Linked DNA regions of Cricetulus griseus: region 1 is linked to region 2. The links are chromatin contacts, called in public Hi-C maps. All regions are on one chromosome and are shown on one strand. Each heading gives the region's core, a stretch centred on a gene start, on an enhancer-like site or on the middle of the called end of the contact. The rest is flanking DNA. Distances are from core to core; before and after follow the strand shown. Region 1 has its middle 61 kb from the start of Anxa2. Region 2 overlaps Rora (nuclear receptor ROR-alpha).

What was found. A called contact is a pair of places that touch in the nucleus more often than the background predicts.
Region 1: a contact with region 2 is called in a Hi-C map of the CHK-Q cell line, with 6 times the contacts expected there. The contact joins two enhancer-like sites. A contact is called at or near these places in 3 of 8 Hi-C or Micro-C datasets (the CHK-Q cell line, the CHL-YN cell line and fibroblasts).

The regions. Positions count from the first base shown.
Region 1 is chr4:181,069,315-181,072,014 of CriGri-PICRH-1.0, reverse strand. No RefSeq gene overlaps it. Among named protein-coding and RNA genes, the nearest start is that of Anxa2, 61 kb to the right of the region's middle. Within about 2 kb of position 1,359, at least 1 of the 6 cell types and tissues checked has open chromatin away from gene starts, as enhancers often do.
Region 2 is chr4:180,911,925-180,914,686 of CriGri-PICRH-1.0, reverse strand. Rora (nuclear receptor ROR-alpha) reads right to left here. Exons shown (of 11, transcript XM_035444448.1): 4 at 1,273-1,414. Among named protein-coding and RNA genes, the nearest start is that of Ice2, 38 kb to the left of the region's middle. Within about 2 kb of position 1,431, at least 1 of the 6 cell types and tissues checked has open chromatin away from gene starts, as enhancers often do.

The DNA.
Region 1 (2,700 bases), core at 110-2,609, 160 kb before region 2:
TGTATACATGTTCTATAAATGTCAGAGCCTGTGCAAAGGTGCCACATCCACGACAGGGTGTTCTGAATCTACAGTCAGGGGCCAGTATTTCTAGGTGACCACCAGCACTGGCTCCATGGACTGTGCCTATGCTGTCCCCCAGTGGCTTCATGGGCTGTGCCTGTGCTGTCCCTCTGTGGCTTCATTGGGTTATACCTGTACTGTGCCCAAGTGGGTTCATAGTGGGGACACCTATGCTGTCCCCCAGGCTTTGCTGCTACCTCCAAACTCCAAGATCATTGGTAAAGTGGCCCAGCATCTCCATTTTACACCAAATCGTTTGAGCCCTATACCAGAGCTGGCACATAGCCCTGTGCTCAGCATCCCGAGCATAGTAAGAAAACAAGTGACCTTCTCGAGGAGTTCCAAGCACCTGGATTACTTTGGAAGCAAAGCCTTCAAAACAAACAGGACCCCATTCCTTGATACAGTGTTGGATTGGAAGCTGCAAAGATGAAAGCTATTTATCCCCTGGTGAGGCCTTAGATTGCTTGCTCAGACACATACAAACACACACACACACACACACACACACACACACACACACACACACACACCATATGTGCACACCTCTATGGACTCAAGGATCTCTTGATTCTGAGCTGAAAAAGAGGTGTTCCTGGACCCCAACAGATGCTTGTGGCATGTCCCCTTGTTTCTGCCATGGACAAATGAGGACCTACGATATAGCTTCCTCTGAGGAAACATTCCCAGAGCAGCAATGCTGTGTCTGCACAGCTTGGGTCCTGGAACACTCTGCCTGGGGCAACAAGGGAACTAAGAAAAGACAGACACACATTCAGAAAAGCTGGGATCTTGCAAGTTTCAGTGTGTTTATTATGTTCAGGTGAACAAGGAGCCAGGGGTATTACATACAGATAAACAAAGAGGCAGGGTTAGTACAGACAGCTGAACAAGGAGGCGGGGTCAGTACATAGAGCTGAACTTTGGGGTTAATCTTGGTAGGAGCAGTCTCTGTGGGGGAGCAGTCTTCAGGCCATAAACATCGGGTGGGGGAGGAGTTGTGGTGGACAATTTCAGCAAACACTGCACATCCACCCCCAGGGACCAGAGAAAGGTTTTGCCACTCCTCTGACTCACCTGGGGAAAGCTTTGCTACTCCCATAAATCTGAGGCATTGAGCCCTTGCCATGACCGGTTCCAACTTGACAATAAACATTGACCCAGGACTTCTCTCACTCCCTACACAGTGGCCTTGAAGTCTCTTAGGGTCAGATCCTGGTCAAACTGTAGAATCTCAGAGCAGGGGAGACTGCTCAGTGGGTGAGATGCTCGGTCAAGCATGAGAACAGGAGTGTGATCCCAGAGTGTGATCCCTGGACCTCACTAGCTAGCCAGTCTAACCTGGTCAGTGAGTTCCAGGTTCTTCAAGAGAACTTGACTCAGAAGAGAAGGGGGAGGAGCCAAAGAGATGGTTCTGTCCAAAGTGCAAACACCAGGGCCTGGTGATGCACAACTGCTAATGGTAAAGACAGGAGGGGTCCCAGAGCTTGTTGGACAGTGAGTCTGGGTTCAGTGAGGGCTAGTCTCAAAGAGTAAGGTAGAGAGAGTGGAAGGCTTTCAAGGCAGACCTCTGGCCTCCATATGCACGTACAACAGTGCACACATACAAATACACAAATACATGCGCACACACAATAAAGTGCAGAATGATAGAGAGATGCTTGACATCAACGTCTGACCTCCACACATCGCATGCATGAACACAAGAAATGACACTCACCCACCTCAGATCTCCTGCATCAGAAACTCCGGAGGTGGCCCAGCACTCCAGGTTTTAACTAGGCCACCAGCAGACTGTAATCCAAGCACTAAAATCTGAGAGCCGCTGCACCAAATTATCCAATAATCACTTTGCAATGCGTTTAGTCTTTCTTTCCTTGTCCCCTTTCCCCCTTCCTATAGAGACCATGTTGAGGGGAAGCTGGTGAGCCTGCCTCCCTCCTGCATCACACCCCCACCCCCGACCCCATACCACAGTGACTATTCCCAAAGATCAGACTCTGTTCCCTGCAACAGTCTACTTGCTTCTCAGACTCTGATTTTGTCTGCTCATTGGAGACACAGTGTGGCCACCGTCCCTGGTGAACAAACCGCCCATCTGAATGTGTCAAGCACCTGATTCATTTAGACTCATCCCCATTGCTTCATGTCAGCCTCAGAAGCCCTGTGATAGTCTTAATCTAAACAGCTGAGTTAATACCTCAGATAAAAGGCGCTCAGGGTGTGGGTGAGCCTCTGTACATGACCCACAGAGGGAAGCCTGTTGAACACGCACATAAAGGGACAGGAATTGGAGGCAGCTGGCCAAACCTTTTCACCCTTTGAACACTCTGTCCGTTAAAGCATAAACCCATCCCTTGACCTGACAAAATACCACTTTATGTCCTTTACTCCACATTTTATCTTTTATAGCCAATAAAACACTTAAAAATTACAAATCAATTCTGCTGCTAAATGATAATAAATTGACTGCTGCCCCAACATAAATGTCACTGGAAATTCTTGAAAGGGCGGCCTCCCTCTGTTGGCGCCTGGGGCTGCTTATCAAAGATTAGAATTAAAGCCGAGTTTAGGACAGTGCTGCCATTCACAGTCTGCACAGTCAGATCACAAAGTGACTCCCCTTGCTCTTCCCAA
Region 2 (2,762 bases), core at 182-2,681:
GGAACCGAGAGCCCACTCCACTGACCAGCTGGTGGACTCTTCTTACCAGAGGAGGAGGTCCGGTCCCTTCTACAGAGGGACAGAGTAGAACAGCAGCAACCTGGGAGCTTCCACAGCTCAGATGGGGCTGGATGCCAAACAGGCATTTAATTTTATAAAGCTCTGAATATATTTTCTTCCTCACAACAACCTATACTATTTTATGTACATACACATGAAGCCTTCCCGAAGGCATTTAATTTGTGGAGTGACAAAGAATATTTTGGAACACCCCCTGGATAAAACTTTTGGAACTCTGTGTAATTATGGTTTGGCTTTTGTCTTAATAAAATGGCAGTTGTATCCAGTGAGGGGGATAAGAAGGACCAGCACTCAGTTTTAACTTACAGGTTGATAAGAGCCATAGCCAACTGTCACTCTTATGCTGTAGGAAGACAAATTTACTGTTGGTTCTGAGATTCCTGTTTCCTAATGGCAAAAGTGTGATCCCTCTAGCAGTGCAGAGAGACTCACAGGATATGTAGTGAATATGAACCTGAGCCTGGGTGGCTCCACAGAGTCCTAAGAACTTAGCTGATGGTGGGAAGCACAGGCTGATGCTCCACCCAAGGAGATCTTTGGAGACAGTCCGCTAGTGTACTTGGAAAAGTCCTTAAAGTGGACCTGCTGCACTTCCTGCCCAGTTCCATGCAGAACTGTCCCGAATCCTGGCGTCTTTTGGTGCACTTAAGATAGTTTCAGGGAAGATCGTGAGATGCTCTGTAATTGGACAGTGGCCCATTTCTAGTCCTGATGCCTTCTCTTAATGAAAAAGGACGTTTACCACCAAGCCTCACTTTGCACTACTTTCACATGTTCGGAAGGTGCAAATGTTTGACGTTGGCAGGTGATTCAGACGACCCAGTTACCGTAAGAACTATTTCCTGCTAAATGCCAGTAGACTTACTATCGTTACATCTACTTGATTTGTCCTGGCTTGGGTTTCCTGCGGGAGGCATGTTTATGAAAGCCTTCAGAAGACACATACCTGTAGTTTCTGAAATGGTGGCAACCTGAAGGTTTTCTGACTACAAGACACTTCTCTGCCTACCCCCATGAGCTAGTCAGCTGACTCCAGGAGATCGGGATAAAGGAAGTGCTGTGGATTGCATAAACCTGCCAGAGGGACCTGGGAAGGCTGAGAGGGCTTCCCCTGATGGAGCAGTACCCATTTCAGGAGTGCATGCTTGCCCAGCCCCATGCGTTTGCCCACTCCAGCTGTGAGAGGCTCACCATCACGAGACATCCCTACGGCAAGGCATTTCTGCAGTCGACAGTGCTGGCAGCGGTTTCTGCTGGTTCGGTCGATCAAACAGTTCTTCTGACGGGGACAGGAGTAGGTGGCATTGCTCTGCTGACTTCTCCTGAAAAAGCCCTGTGATTCAGTTATAAATACGGAACAGGTTAGTGTCCGTTCCAGCGGTGATACCAAAGGCCGTGGACTAAGCACTGAGCACCACTAAATTAATATTTAATGGAGGGTTAAGCTTGGAGCAGAATTGTCCAGGAGATCATTAATGAAATTAAAGTCACTTCTTTTTCTATGAGTAAAATTAACCCCCAGGGTGTAATCCTCTATCCCTTACACATGCAAAACTTCCTTTAACTTTCACCCAGTTGACTGTGTAAACGACACATGATCTGGCTGATCAAACAAAGCAGTGTGCTTGCTGGAAGGATTTGTCTTTAACCTATATCTCTAAAATACCCTTTTTTAGAGGTGTACACACAAGTGTGTATGCTGTGGAGGGCAGAAGATGACGTCAGGTGTCCTGCTCTTGCTCTCACTCTCTATCTTATTCATTGAGACAGGGTCTCACTGTACCTGGGAATAGACTGTCACGTCTCAAGCCCTGCTGATCCTCCCATCTCTGTCTCCCACAGTGCTGGAGTGTCAGGTGCCCATGGCTGTGCCTGGCTTTTTGTGAGAGTGCTGGGGATTCAATGTAGGTTCTCACGCTTGTGCAGCAAGCTCTCTAACCCACAAAGGCATCTAGCTCTCCAGCCTCTGAAACACTTTCTTGGTAAAATAAACATTTCTCCAGGCTTTCCAAAGTTAAGGAAAACATGGTTCCATTCAGCTCGCTGCAGTCTGGATGTGCTACGGTATGCTCTGGTGTTGGTGTTTTCTCTCTGCCACTCGAGTCTCTGACCATTTAGGCATCTCTCATCCCTAAGTCTGAACCTGTTGGTGCAAACAGTTAGATGACACTTGGATTGACTACTTTAAAGATCAGTTGCACTGGGAATTCTCCATCCTAAATGGTTGAGAATCAGCAGTTTAGAATCATGGCCTTTAGGCTTTGACAGGTCCGGCATGGTGATCATCAGTTTCTCATTTGTGTCGAGTGCTGTCATGGAAATGAGAGGGTGTGCAAAGACATGAGGGAGCTGCTGACCCCAAGGATGTGTTTTTTTTGCTTGTGTGTTTATTAACTCCCTGATTTTCAGTATTGGGACTGAAATGTGCAAGCAAGCTTTCCTTTAGTGATTATTAGCAGGAACCCACAAGCTCCTCACAGGTACAGTATTTCCACGATCACTTACTTGAAAATGTGCTCTAATCTGCCATAGATTTTTCATGCCCTACTTAGAAGCATATTTCTTCACTTCCAAATACATAGCGGAGGCATTGAGGGCATATGTATATGCACACATATATGCATGCACATATATATCTATATAGAGATATACATACGCACACATACACACATAGACATATA